2 separate regions of the Mus musculus genome follow, and region 1 is linked to region 2. The links are chromatin contacts, called in public Hi-C maps. All regions are on one chromosome and are shown on one strand. The core of a region is the stretch at or near the end of the contact, and the rest is flanking DNA. Distances in the headings are between cores, read along the strand shown.

The links. Hi-C and Micro-C count contacts between places; a contact is called where the count stands out from the background.
Region 1: a Hi-C map of myocytes shows a contact between it and region 2, with 2.1 times the contacts expected there. The contact joins two enhancer-like sites. A contact is called at or near these places in 1 of 39 promoter capture datasets (hippocampal neurons), 2 of 484 Hi-C or Micro-C datasets (myocytes and uterus), 1 of 115 datasets of contacts at active chromatin or transcription factors (memory CD8 T cells) and 1 of 9 other capture datasets (adipose tissue).

What each region holds. Positions count from the first base shown.
Region 1 is chr17:73,967,435-73,974,398 of GRCm38.p6, forward strand. Gm30983 (a long non-coding RNA gene) reads right to left here. Exons shown (of 6, transcript XR_385755.2): 5 at 6,052-6,141. Among named protein-coding and RNA genes, the nearest start is that of Gm30983, 13 kb to the right of the region's middle. Within about 2 kb of position 4,092, at least 99 of the 459 cell types and tissues checked have an H3K27ac peak or open chromatin away from gene starts, as enhancers often do. A contact at or near this core is called in adipose tissue and myocytes, where this site is marked.
Region 2 is chr17:73,807,983-73,815,397 of GRCm38.p6, forward strand. The region is part of intron 1 of Ehd3 (EH-domain containing 3); the gene reads left to right. Among named protein-coding and RNA genes, the nearest start is that of Ehd3, 6.8 kb to the left of the region's middle. Within about 2 kb of position 3,644, at least 52 of the 459 cell types and tissues checked have an H3K27ac peak or open chromatin away from gene starts, as enhancers often do. A contact at or near this core is called in adipose tissue and myocytes, where this site is marked.

The sequences.
Region 1 (6,964 bases), core at 2,842-5,341, 160 kb after region 2:
CTAGTACATATGCAGCAGATGTGTAGCTCAGTCTCCATGGCTGCCTTGTCTGGCCTCATGGGGAGAAGATGCACCTAATCTGGCAGGGACTTGATGTGCCAGGGATGGGGAATACCAAGGGTGTGTCCTCTCAGAGGAGAAGTGGGGATGAGAGGAGGAACTCTGTGAGGAAGGGGCTGGGAAGGGGAACAGTGTTTGAGAAATAGACAGACAGACAGACAGACAGACAGACAGACAGACAGACAGACAGACAATTCACAGCCTCCTAATCAAACTTCTTATCCCCGGGTCTCTTAGTTGTCTTTTCTCTCCTGTTGGGAAGCCAAACCTGACTATTAATAGTCACTATTACTCTGCCAACTATCATTTTCCAGACCTGATTACTATCAATATTTTCTCTCTCTCAAAATGTCCCCATTCATCATCTTTATCTTTTTATCACTATTATTCTAAGAATCCCACAGCATTAATTGAAGTGATAAGAATCTGTGTGCTGGCTGCCTTGTGAATATATCACATAGCCCAGTGGTCATATCTAAAATTCCAAGGGAAAAGTGTGTGTGTGTGTGTGTGTGTGTGTCCTTAAAATAAAGTCTTCCCACCTTTCCATATCTTTACCTACACAGTAGTTCTCAACCTTCCTAATGGCTTGGCCCTTCAATACAGTATTTCCTCCTGTTGTGGTGACCCCCAACCATGAAATTATTTCATTGCCATTTCATAACCATAATTTTGCTACTGTTATGAATCATAATGTAAATATCTGATACGCAGGATATCTGATATGTGACCCCCCCACCATGTATCATGTTGAGAACTACTGGTCTGTAACCTGCCTACACCCTCCTACATTTAAAATAATTTTCATACTATGTATAATACTGAAGATAATGTAAGTGCTATGGTATAGATATACTTCTTACTAAGAGAAGATGACAAGAAAAACTGTACTTGTTCAAGATGGGATTTTTCTAAATATTTTTTATCTAGGGTTTATTGAATGCATGGGTGTAGAAGGCTGATAGCCTGTGTAGGAAATAATGGTGAGGTTAACTGTCAACTTGACACAACTGAGAATCATGTGGAGAAAGGAGTCTCAATGAGAAATTATCTGGGCTGGCCTTTCAGCACGTCTGGGGCAGGGTGGGGTGTGTCTTAATGGCCTTAATTGACGTTGACATGAGAAGTCCCAGCTCCAAAATAGGCAGCAGCAATGCTTGGTTTGGTGTGCTAGACTCTATAAGGCTGAAGGAAGCAGCCGAGCAACACACATGAATACGTCTACTTCCCTTCACTTTTGACTATGTGTACGATGTGACTACCTGCTTCCAGTTCCCACCTTGACGTTTCTATGGTGACGGACTATAATCTGGAATTGTAAGCAAAAATAAACCTTATCTTTCCTAAACTGCTACCTGTAAGAGGATTTCATCACTGCAACTAGGGCAGAAATAAGTAACAAAATGAAGTTATTGCTGAAGTAGACCTAACCATGTTGTGTTGTGAGGAGGAATGTAGAAAGCCTTGGAATTTTAGCCTTGAAAATAGCTTAACGGCTGCTTTCTAATGGGAGCTTGGAAGATGAAAAGGCAGAGAGAAATGCAGACAGTGGGGGCCCAGCATGTGTGAGGTATAGGATGGTGATGAGGTCTTCATCAGGAACTGACATGGGAGCCATTTTTATAAAATGTTAGCCAAGAATCTAGCTTCCATTCTGTCTGTGTCCTGAAAAAAAATCTAAGTAAATCTAAACTTGAAGAGGGCAGAACAGTTTTTGGTAGGGAAAGACTCAGTATGGACTTATGCTAAAGAGACAGGCAGAATTATTATTTTTTTTTTAAGAAATCCAGTCCCATTGTAGGGGAGCCTCTCATGTTACACTGGGGGGACAGGAAAGTGTTTCCTCAGGATCACCACACAGAAAGTGATGTCTCCGAGATCCAAGGAGGCTGCGGTACACCTCAAGGTAAAAACAGAATTAAGCAATGTAAGAGTTAGCCGCTTGGTACTGGTTTGTAAATCATAGAATACAGAAGTCAGGTGTTGCTTGAAGAACAGTTGAGGCCAGGAAACTTTGACAAGATTGGAATCCCCCCCCCCCAAAAAAGAGCCTCAAAGGCTCTCACATGAAACTGTGACTGCAAAGCCTAAGCTGTAATAAGACCCCAGAATACTGTAGATGCCAGGACTGGGGAATGGCCACCAAGGAGAACTATAGGTACGGAGTGGAGCTGACTTAATCCTAAAAGAAAATATCCATCGGATATAGGGAGCAGAGCTGGAAGGGTGAAGCTGCCCAGGCCCTTAGGGTTCTGAGAGATTTTATTGTTAGCCCCAGATACTGATCACCAAAGCCACAAAATTTGTTGTTCTCCCTACAAAATTTTGGAGTTGCTTTGGTATGAGTGTTCATTTGCTATACCCTGTTCTTCCCTTCTGGAATGAGAGTCTTGATTCTGTGCCATCATATGTTGAAAGTATTTAAATTATTTTGATGTGATAGGATTTCAAATAAAAGGATTTGGACTTTTAAAGTGTTATACTTGTTAAAGACTATGGGAACACTCACGGTAGGACTCCATTTTTTACGATGAGATAGCTTACGAACAAGGAATTAAAGGTTATGGCTTCGAGTAATGTGTTTTTGTATCAAGTTGGCAAGGGGTGGAGTTATGATGATGATTTTTAATTGTCTGTGTAACAATTAAAAGGAAAAGTAAGAACTATTATTTCCCACACTTCAGGCCTGAGCTTGATAGAATCCTATATTTTTGAAAACACTAGTTTCTCTTTTAAAATGTCTCCACAATGCCTCCTCCTCTCCCTCCTCCTCCTCCTCTTCCACCTCGTCACCATCTTCTCTCTCTCTCTCTCTCTCTTTCTCTCTCTCTCCTTCTCTCTCTTTCTCTCTCTTAAAGAAATGGGTTTCACTGTGATATTTTCAAGCAATTATATTATTATACTTTGTGTTTATAACTGAGTGGCTCACAGAGGCACTGGCAACAACTCAGTACAGAGATGCAGCCAGCACTGGATTTGAGCCAGGGGGAAGAATCGAGGAGGAAACCCTCAGAGCTGCAAAAACAAAGCAGCCACTGCCCTCAACAGGAATCTGGGGACAAGGAAGTGAGTTCCACTAAAAATAGACTCACTCACCAGAAGTGCTGGTTTAAGAGAAACCGCTTTCCAGAAAGGGTTGGGCCCTGTGGGTGTTAGTCAGGGTTCATGACTCCATCCAAATGATGATTGGTGGAACACTCCTAAAGGGGGTTGGGAACAGAAGTCACTAATGGAAATGGGGTGGGCTAGAAATTATGTGCACAGGGATAAAAACTGGACATGTGAGAAATTGGTCCAGCTAGAGGATGAGGAAGGCAGCAGATGGGACCTTGCCCACTGCTGTGGCCTACTGGTCTCTTGTTGCATGATTCCAGATTGTCTGCCCCAGAATTTGTGAGTCATTTGTGGGGAGAAAAAAAAATGGTCATTTTGAGAATGGTTAAAACCAAGGGCTGGTCCACCCATCTCCATCAAAAGCCTCAGAGAGTAGTACAACGCTTCCCACTTCCCAGCCTGGAGGAGCTACTGTATCTGCAGGAGAGTGACCCCTTCCCCTTTCCAAAACCCTTCTGCTTCCCCTTGTCCCTCTAGGAACACAAAAGTTCCCTCCTGTGGACAGAAGGTATGAAATCTGTCAGTGACTTTCACACTTGTAGAATGAGTTGGTACATCCCTCCTCAAGTCCAGCTCCCCAGAGCCTAAGAACAAGACGAGGGAATCAGATATCACCGCCACCAAGTAGCTAATTAGCATATTATAATTTAAAGCATCAGTTTCACATGCCCAGCACCCTCCCTCTACTTCACTAAGGACCTGCAGCTCTGCCTCCTTTTGGCTACCATCCATGGATGAGAAGGGGAATGAACGGGGGTGGGAGGGGAATGAAGAGAGGATTGTATACAGGATGGGTAGACACTATTCTGGAAAAACAGAACTCAGATAGGCTATTCGTGTTCCTACCAGGAGCTCCTCATAGACAGCTGTCATGAGTCCTGAAAGGCCCAGTACAGGCACCAGCTGAGAATTAGTCACCCACAAAGTTGACGGGCTAGCTTAAGAACAGACTCTGTGACGGCAGGCTGGAGCAAGAAGTGGCACTGTCTGATCTGTGAGGGCCAGTGGGTGCCTTAGCATGCTCCCTAATTATGATGTTCTTGCTGTCTTGAGAAAGAGACAATTAGTTCTAGAAAGAGCTCTGGGGAGAAGAGTCTTGCAGCTGGTTTAACCTCTGCTGGAGCACCCTAGTATTTAGGCAGATGTTAGGTGATGGCTGTGGGTATCTGAGGAGACTCCCTAGCTTGGTCTTATGGGCAGGGCTAGTGCCTTGAATGATGCACGTCCCTTGCAGGCATTTGTATCCTGCTACAGTCTCTCATGGTAGATTGGAAGTCAAAAGGCGGGGGAAACACTTGCTACCATGATTCCCACAACTTGCCCCCATCATCCTTGTAAGAAGCAATTCTTGCCACAAAGAAACTATTTTCAAGAGACTTGGAGGGGGGAAATATCCTCTTATTAGCAGGCCAATAGGAAGAGCTATCAAGAAAAGGGTCCTCGAATAAGAGTCAGAGAAGACAATAATATAATCTGAGAGGCATGAGTAGTCTTATAACTAACTACATGCCATGCAGATTAAGAGGACACAAGAGGGGTGCAGCAAGCATAGAAAGCAAATTCACGTGGCCACTTATGAATGTTATACCTTTGGGTAAGAAAGATCCTTATGTTCTTTAAACTCATCCCTTTCTGTAGAATGAAAATAGCAATGTTTTCCTGAGCTGGGGTTGTAAGACGATGTTTGTCAATTGCCAGAACAAGAGATGTTTTTTCTGAGCAGAAACAGCTTTGCGGCTGTTATATTGTTTTAAGTCACTCTTCCAAGAACTTCCTGGTCACGTGCATCTAATGACGAACCGATGATGTTCACTAGGCACGTCTCAGAAGAAAGTGCCCTGCATCCACACTGAGACACCAAGGACCACCCAGGAAGGGAGGAGTGTGGGCTCCTCCCACCAGGTCTATCTGGGGCCACATTGCTCAAGTGAGTTCATGGTGCCTGTTTGTTTCAGTTGTTGGGACCGAGCAGAGATCGAACTAAGTGACCTCTAATAGCAGGGCTTCAGGACCCTTAGAGGATGAGACGGGTAACCACAGTCCTTCCATCGACTCAGAAATATCTAATCCGCTTAGCCCTGTGTTCCTGGGTCTTAACTGGCCGGCTGCATCTGCACACAGTGCTGACTTCCCATACCTGGAGATACTTGGTCAAGCTACACTTGTCTAGATGAGACACATTTCACACACTTGTCTAGATGCACATTTCAGCCTGTCACGTGACCACCCACAACTTTAAAGACGTTTGCCCATCACGTGACCATAGGTTTGATTCAACTATAATCATCAGCCCTCTAACTTCTTGGGTAGCACCCTGAAGAATGCCCGAGGGAGGCAGAGAAGTGGAAGCAAGGGTCGTCAGTCAGCAACTGCCTGAACATTGGTTCCGTGGTCCCTTAGTGAAAGCAGAGATGGCGACCAACCGGGGCAGACAAAACAGCTGTGAGGCAAAAATGAGATGGAGCATCCCTAGGGAGCTCGGCTTCATGGACAGGAAGAAGGAACAGCCCTTCCCAGAATGGGAGAGAAGGAAAAGAGCTGTGTGGTGACACTACCAGGTGATTAGATTTGGTAGTGGGGAAAGACCGACTTTTAAATTCCTTGCTGGGTTTGGGAGGGGACGATGTATTTTGTTTACAATGAATACAAGACAGTTAAAGTATCTGAGAGGATTATGGGTTGGGATGAATGAAGTCAGGAAAGTGGAGATGCGTGGCTATTCCTTGAGGAGGGCTAAGGAGCTGACCTCAGCAAGGTGGCAACTGGCAGTGCCCACCTCCTGCTTAGTGTTGAAAGTCATGAGCCTACAGCTAGAACAGTTACCATAGAAAAGAAATGCCATATATATCTACTCAGCTGGGAGACTGAAGCACTCACCTGAATGCCTCCCTTTACGTGGGCCTGTGTTGCAACAGAGGAATGTAAGAAGGAAAGAAGGTTTGCAAGGGAGGGAAATCACAGGATGGGCTGGGGAGAGAAAAAGAAAGAGGGGAAATAATTAATTCTATTTTAATTAAAATACATTAAATAAAAAATAACGGCTCATAAGCTGTAACCTCAGTAAAAGAGAAGTGAAGTCAAACAGTGTTGGCTAATACAAAAAAATAAAGAAGTCACATGGTCATTAGTAAGGACTGCTTCACAGAGCCAAGAATGGCATCTGAGAGCAGAATCAGTGAATTCCTGTCTAGGATTTGAGGCAATGGCCAGGGTGCAGTCCACAACAAAGTTCTTTGTGCTTTAATTCATATACTACTAGATGCATAAATCAAGTGCCCTGTGTGTAATTTGGGGCAAATGTATACACTCATTTTACCACCACAATTTACATCATAACTTGAAAGTTCTTTAATAATGACTCTCAGTTGTCACTCTGTCTCCCCAGTAGTAGGGATCCTGTTCCAATTGCTACAGGTGACACTTATGTTGTGTAAGGATTTCTGCCACTGTAATTGTACAGAATATCTTTTTTTTTGGATCTCGAATCTTTCCCTTTGGGGCAATGAAATTCATCCATGCTCTTCTGGCTCTAGTCATTCCTTCTTTTAGTTTTTAATTGTTAAGTGGTATCTCACTGGGAAAACACCACAATTTATTTGTCTTTTCTATTATCTTTCTCTATAGAATATCATATCATACATTAGATGTAGGCTTCATTTCATAAGAAATATATATGTTGTCCTTCAAGATGAGTGTCACATGTTATACTCCAACTATAGATGCTGTAAAAATCTTAGCTACCCCCAAAACCAACTCAACATTTAACATTTTCAGTCATGTTGATTTTAAT
Region 2 (7,415 bases), core at 2,394-4,893:
ATGCCTTTAATCCCAGCCCTTGGGAGGCAGAGGCAGGCGGATTTCTGAGTTTGAGGCCAGCCTGGTCTACAAAGTGAGTTCCAGGACAGCCAGGGCTACAGAGAAACCCTGTCTCGAAAAACCAAAAAAAAAAAAAAAAAAAAAAAAAAAGAAAAGAAAAAAGATTACCCTGAATAGCATATTCTCCACAGATTGGTCTTGGTTTATTTTAGAGATTACAAGAATCCTGGGGGGGGGGGGAGGCCAAAGGGTATGCAGCATTCTTCATAAATATTTAATTTAAAAAAAGAGTGTTTCTCTATTGAGTCGAATTCCGCAGTTGGCTCCCAACATGGTAGTACGCACAACTACCACTTTGCCCTGAGTGTGTGCACCCTGGTCTGGCTCTCAGGAGCCTTCCCATCTCTGTCTGAGGCCTGAGCCTGGAAGAACCTCTCCCCTCCAGGACTTGCCCCTTGAGTCCCTCATTATTGGCTTTATGTCTCCTGAGTGTCCATCTGCTTTCAGCTCTGCGGTGTTTGCCATGAAATCTATTGCTTGTCTCCGGAGGAACACACAGAAAGGACATTCTTGTAATAACTAATTGACGTGCTATGATCTCTGCCTGAAATAACTTCCCTGGCCTAAGGCCCAGCAACCCAGAGTAATAAAATAAACAATAAATTGGTCTGTGGGCTGCTCCCTCCAACACAGTCTGCCTTTCTGGAGCACAGTAGCTCTGTGTCCCTGGCGGTCTCCTTCCGCCTCTGCTGTTTCTCTTGCTGGCATGAAGCTTTAAGCTTTAAGCTCCTCCTTCTCCGGACCTGTTGGATTCCTGGCTACCCTTTCTTGCTACTTATTTTCTGGGCCTTCTCTGTCTGCTGGCAGACAGGAGAGAGGAAGTAGAGGTAGGCAGGAACTAGCCCAGGTACTAACTGTTATTATGGTATCCTTGAACTTTGCTTGGACTGGAGAGGAGAGGTCTGAGGTTCAGAGCCCCTGCTATAATGTCTAGGTTGAACTTGAGCCTCTTCTGTAATAAGCCTTGGGCCACTGGGATGCTAGGTGTACCAGAGTGAAGCCAACTTAGCTGTTTCAACTGTTTCACATTTCTTCAAGGACTCTGCAGCCTCCACCAAGGGTGATTGATGTAGTGTTTCCTGTGTTTGCTCCATCTGTTATCATTTCCAGGGACAGATAGGGATGGGGACACACACCTTACCTTGGCCCTCAGTGTATGATTATCTCATGAAAGATGATTTTCATGGAAACCAAAGGCAGAGAGTTCACCATCCTGGGGAAATCCACTCCTCTGTAGACTTACTCTGCCTGCAACAGTACCTTCACCACTTCAGGGCTCTGATATCGGGAGTCAAAGGATGTTCTTTTATTGTCCTAGTCTGTTGTGTTCAAAGTGGAGCTGGGTAAATGTGCAGTTGCTTTTATCCAAGGCTCATTGGTTACTGAAGGGAGCATAAATCTTCAGACTAGAGGAACCGTATCTGCCTGCCTCGGGTCCAGATGAGGAATCACCTTGAATCCAGGCATCTGGAAGTCAGCAGAGACAACAGTGGAGAAAGGTTTGCATACCACTCCCATTGGCTGTGGGACAAAGGTCTTAACCCAGGCTATGTCAGTAGAACCTGGCTCCCCTATTCTTTAGCCAAGAGGCTAACAAAGAAGGATAAGGGAGGTTACACCCTCATTTCTCTCTGATCTTGTTTCCTTATCCATACCATATGAATCCTAGCAACTGCTTCGTGGGAACAGGAGAGTTCAGAACCAATTCTAGGCCATTTAGTTCCAGGTACCAATGGGGTGGGAGGTTATCAATACCCACCCATCTAGCTGAGGATGACCCTCAGGAGGTAGGGGGCAGCCTTCTAGTTTGGTGAAGGGCATGCTGCCTGTCTATACTACAGAAGGGCAGAAGAGGAACATGATGCTGGAGTAACTAGTGTCCCAGATGGGCAGGCTGCAAGGGTGGAGCCTGCAAGGGAATGAATGCTAAAACCATCCAATCCCAGCTCTAAACTGTTCCATGACCATTTCCTGGGGCATGAAGCTGACTTCTTAACCTAGCATCCATCTACATACAGTCTTCCACCTACTTTGTGTCTCTGTGTGTATGTTACTCTCTCCCTAAAACTAAGTCAGGCTAATAGGGCAAGAGTTATCCTGGCTTTATTTTAAAGTAGAAGGATCCATGGCTGAAATGCTCAAAGATATAGTTGCATATCACAAAGACCCACTGTGCTTTCTGAATGCGCTTAGACTACCTGCAGGGGAAGAGCTGTGAGATCTGCTGTTACAGGAGAAGGAAGAATGTGTGTGGTTTGTGGGTGAGGTGGGGGATGAATCCGTTAAGGCTTCACGAAGGACACATCTGAACTGTGTTTAGAGACAAGGTGGGAATGTGCCAAGTACCTGCAGGCAACCCTGAAGGGTTCATTTTCTCTAATTATCGTTTCTGTCATTGTGGGAAAAGTCTGCTACAGGCCTTGCTTTCTCAAAACTCTTGTGTATTACCTCGAACTGTTGAACTTTTTAGCTGTCATAGTTAGAAACCAGGTATTTCCCTGTTTTATCAGCCAGGGAGGTAGAGCCATTCCTTTAACATGTTCAGTGACTTAGGTATTTATTTAGTGTGTCCATGCTTGCCTGCTTGGATGTATGTGTATGTCCGGCAAGTGAAGGTCAGAGGACAATTTGCCAGAGTCGATTCTCTCTTTCCACCATGCTAGAGATCAAACTTAGGCTGCCAGGCTTGGCAGCAGGTGCCTTTACCCACTGAGCCATCTTGCTGGTCCCAGTGTTCTTTTGAGCAACTTGTTCAGGATCATGTTGGTGGTAGAGTTGTGTGGGTCCCTAAGTCACTCAAGAGAACAAGATTCTTCAGATGATTTGGGACACCTAACCCAGAGCCTCCAGCAGCAATATTCACAGGTCCTCAGCCTTTGTAGTTTCTTCCCTGTCTGTGGTTGAATCCAGTAGCTGCTCAGAGCCTGGGCCTCCTTGCTGGGGAGTTGGGTGCCTGAAAGACAAGCCCGGATGAGACTCTTGGGCTCTATGCCATGCCCTGCATACTTAGGTCATCAGCAAAGCAGACCACATGCTTAGATTGCCAACTAAGCAGGGCATAAAAAATGAGGAAAATGTTATGAAATAATTTCTACTTAAGAAGCATATGAAGAAAAATCACCCTCATGGGGAAAAGTCAGATTTGTGTTGAATTTCCCCACACATATTTTATGGTTTAGCCTTTATTTATTTTGCATTGGATGGCAAGGGAGGGGAGACACCAAGATCTTTTCAGTGTTGTTTGGGACCTCAAATTTGACCCTGAACTTGAACATGGTATTTTTCACCTGACCCTGTTGCAAAACTGAGTTAATGTTGTCATGTCATGGCACTGGTAAGGTGGATTATGTGGGCAGAAGTTCAAAGCATAAGCATAAGTACAATCTAAGGAGGGTTCTGTCCCTTCTTATTTCATGCGTCCCCATCTCAGCTGGTCCCACCCAGGCTTGAATTAACTTTTCTTTTTTTACACAGCTGTGGGAATGTTTTTGCCCAGCAACAGAGGCGATCTGTCCCACACCCTGTAAAGAAGTAGTGCATGAGATTTCTCAATAGATTTTCCTTTCTGGACACAGTGGTGGCTTTGTTTGTGGGGCACCCGGTGCCACAAGCCATACCCAAATGTCTCTGAGAATTTATCCCGTCCAGTTCCCTGCTTGGCCTGACTGTAGCCTCTGGGCATGCTCTTAGCCTCCTTAGTCTCTGGGTTTCCCCAGACTCATTACGAGGTCAGCAAGTTATGGGTCCTGTGAGTGTAAGAAGCCAGCAGACCAACCCAGAACCCTTTGGCCGGCCACCTCAGGCAGTGGCTCCACAACTCCCCAGGGAGCTGACCTGTTAGGCTGGGCAGTGTCACCCTTTGTTCATCTGCTGAGTACAGCATGTCTTCCAGAGCTGGAATCTGAGACGCCTTCTAAAGAACATTAGCTCATTGCCGCTGTGGCCTCATTCATTCTGGGCATTTTTGAGGCTGCCTCAGAATGGTTCTTTCCATCCCTCTAGTTCAGCTGTCCCATCCACACTCTGCTACACCTCCTCGATGGGTCTGCATTAGGACATGGAGCAGCCGACATCGACTGACCCAAATCAGCACAAAGATTCTCACAGGGAATCCGGCCTTACTGTTTCTCGGTGTCCTTTTGAAAACCACAGGGTCAAGACCTGCTCCTGCCATCTGATAGCAAGAGCATATGCATATAGATCATACACATATACATATGCATATACATATATACCTGCAGTCACTGAGGCTGAGTGAACAGCCAGGGGCTGAGTTTCTGGAGACATGTATTCCCAAGTTTGTGGGTCCCAGGCCCTGGCTCTAACCAGCTTCTTGCCAAACGATATACTTTTGGAGCTTATATCACGTTTTGCTTCTAGTTCCATGTGGGGATGCAGGGCATCATTGTTGGCCTGTCCCCAGAGGTGGATGCATTTCCAGGAGAAGGCTTAGGTCGTGAGAGGAGACAGTGGCTATGGTCATGAGAGGCATTGGTGTTAAATCCAAATGCCAGGCTCAAATCCTAGGCTATCTGTAACTGATGTGCACATGGGGCAAATTAACTTTGGTCTCTTCCCCTTTAAAATAAGAAAAGATGCTCTGTAAAGGGTACCAGTTGAATAAGTAACACATGTAACTCATCTAACTTCCACAACAGTCTACAAGGTAGATTTACTCCCAAGGCCAGCAGTTCTCAACCTGTGGGTCATGACCCCTTTGGGAGTTGAGCAACCCTTGGTCACCTAAGACCATCGGAAAACACAGATATTTGCATTGCAGTTCATAACAGCAGCAACATTACAGTTATGAAGTAGCAACAAAACTAATTTTATGGTTGGGAGGACACTCCAACATGAACGGTGTCATACACAACATGAATTAAAGGGTCACAGCCTTAGGAAGGCTGAGAACCACTGTCCTAGGTGGCATTTGACAGAGGGGATCATCATGCTAACAGCCCACTGGATATGAATATTAGACGAGATGACCATAGAACAGTTAGAACAATGTCTGGCATATTACAGGCAAGAAGTAAGCCTGAACTAGGATGCCCTGTGTGGTGGAGGGAGGTACTGAAGCCACGGTGTTTACAATAGGTACCCTCTAAAGGGCATACTCGTCATAGAAAGCCCGGGGTCCTGTCTCACTCAGGAAGTTCTCAAGGGAAAGGTTCACCAAGAGAGCGGAAAGCACAGTCCTATGTGTGGCTTTGTTTTTCTCTGATCGCAGCTCCACCACAGGCTCTCAAAAGGATGTTCTGACTGGAAGAAATCCCTCCTTGATACTCCCAGTTGCTAGACTGGAATAGTAGAGGTTAGAGGGGATCCCCAAGGCAACCCACGACTTCAAAGGCTCCCCCACACTGCTGCTGTCATTAGTCTCTGAGCAGATCAACAGCTTCCTCTGGGGTTGAGGCTACTGCAGCTGCTCCACGGGCTCCTTGGGGACCAGGTCCATAGCAACCCCACCCAGGCAACATGGGATAGTTTCCTGAAGGCACAGCTAGCCTGCTGGGGACCCAGAGGAAACCCAGTAGGTCTCCTTGGATCCTGCCCACCCTAGAGAGGCAACGGATGGCAAGGAGCTCAAACTTGAGCCAGGGAGACTGGACTTTGCCTGGGCCTTGGTGAGCTTTCTGGGAGGTGATTTCTTAGAGGAATCAAAGATGGGAGAAGAGCAGCAGCAATGTCTCCCTGCTGGGGGTGGGGGCATGGGTTCCAGCCCTAGTACTTGAGAAAGTCACATAACCCTTCTCAGCTTCCTCGGAGCCTACCTCAAGTGCCACTGTGGGGAACAGAAGACAGTATAACCAGACGTTCTGAATAAAATGTGACACTCAGAATTGCTGTTATATGTTAGCAGTTATTATTAAGAAAATGACAGGGTTGATACAGAGACCACTATAATGCCCTGGCTGTGTGTTTGAATCATCTGGGAACCTTATAAAGAGTAGCACTACTAAGGTCTTGACCAAGAAGGTTAGAAACATCAGAGTAGAGGCCCGAATCCATCTGCTGATACTCCTCAAGTACTAAGGACCAGGAAGCTGGGCCTCTGTGGTTCTCATTGTTCCTGAGCCCTCCCTCTGTAGGTTTGCGTTTCTCAGGCAGCATCCTTTAGTGCCCAGCACAGATGCTCCGGGACTGTCCTCTGTCTGCCCAGTCCTATCCAAGGGTAGCTCCATGCACTGTTTTTCAGTCTAGCCACCCCCCACCCCCTGAAACACACTGTGTTCAAACTTGTCCAAGAATCCTAAAGGGCTCTGTTCTCCATCATCCTTAGTGACTACTCCCTGGCTACGCATGCTCCCTTTCTCTTTGCCTCTACAAGGGGCAACAGAGTTGGGGAGGCAGGTGGCCTTGAGTTCTCTCTGCCCAGCCGAGAAGAGCAGAGAAGTATAGTCATGCCATGACACTGTCAGAGTTTCGGAAGCAACCATCCTCCTGCTCCCTCAGGAGTGCCATCATCAGGGATGAAAATAAATGGTTGCAGGTGGTACCATTCAGAAGTCCACTCCTGGCACAGTAGCCAGGGAACAGAAGAAATTCTGAAGATCCCATTGGCCAGTCTCCTAGTGGGACAGACCATGAGGTTCAGAGCAGGGAAGAGGCCTGCCTGGGGCCCGGCATGAGCAGAATCAGGTACCGGAAGTAGAAAGTGAGCGTGTTAAAAACCACCCCATAAAAATAGGCAACCACTCTTCCCCTCCTTCCCTTCTTTCACTGAGATAATGTGTCAATTCCTGTGCCACCATTTCCCTCCCTTCTAGACCATAGAAACTGCTACCAGATACCAATAGGAATTTCACTAAAAAAATGTAATAATTGATACAATGGAATTCTACATAGTTATCAACAAGGGTAAAGTAAGTCTGGATTGCTGTTTCTCAGATGTGTTGAGCATAAAACGAAACCCCTGCATGGCTATTATCTGCATAACCCCTGCAGAGTATGTAAATTCCTACCCACTGGCTGTACAGCATCTTCTGTGGTTACTAAGCCTCAAGCTGGGGGCAGGATGTGTGTGTGTGCATGCGCACATGCAGGTGTCAGGTGCAATAGAAAAGCATTCGTAGATAAAAGGTAAATTTTGATTCACTCCACTAAAGGCACAGAGTTTAGAAAAAAAAACACTTTTAAAAAAGCATGGTTAAAATCTTAACCCAACAACCTCCCCGTGAACTGAAATATTGGTGATAGAACTGCCTGATGATGCCTGAGGACGCAAGGGAGAGAGCGTGCCTTGTGCAAGTACAACACAAGATGTCTTGAATATAGTCTCATGCTAGAAGCTTGCATCAGTTGGGTAGGTGGAGGAAGGTGGAAACTGCTTACAAACTTTAGTTAGGGCCAGT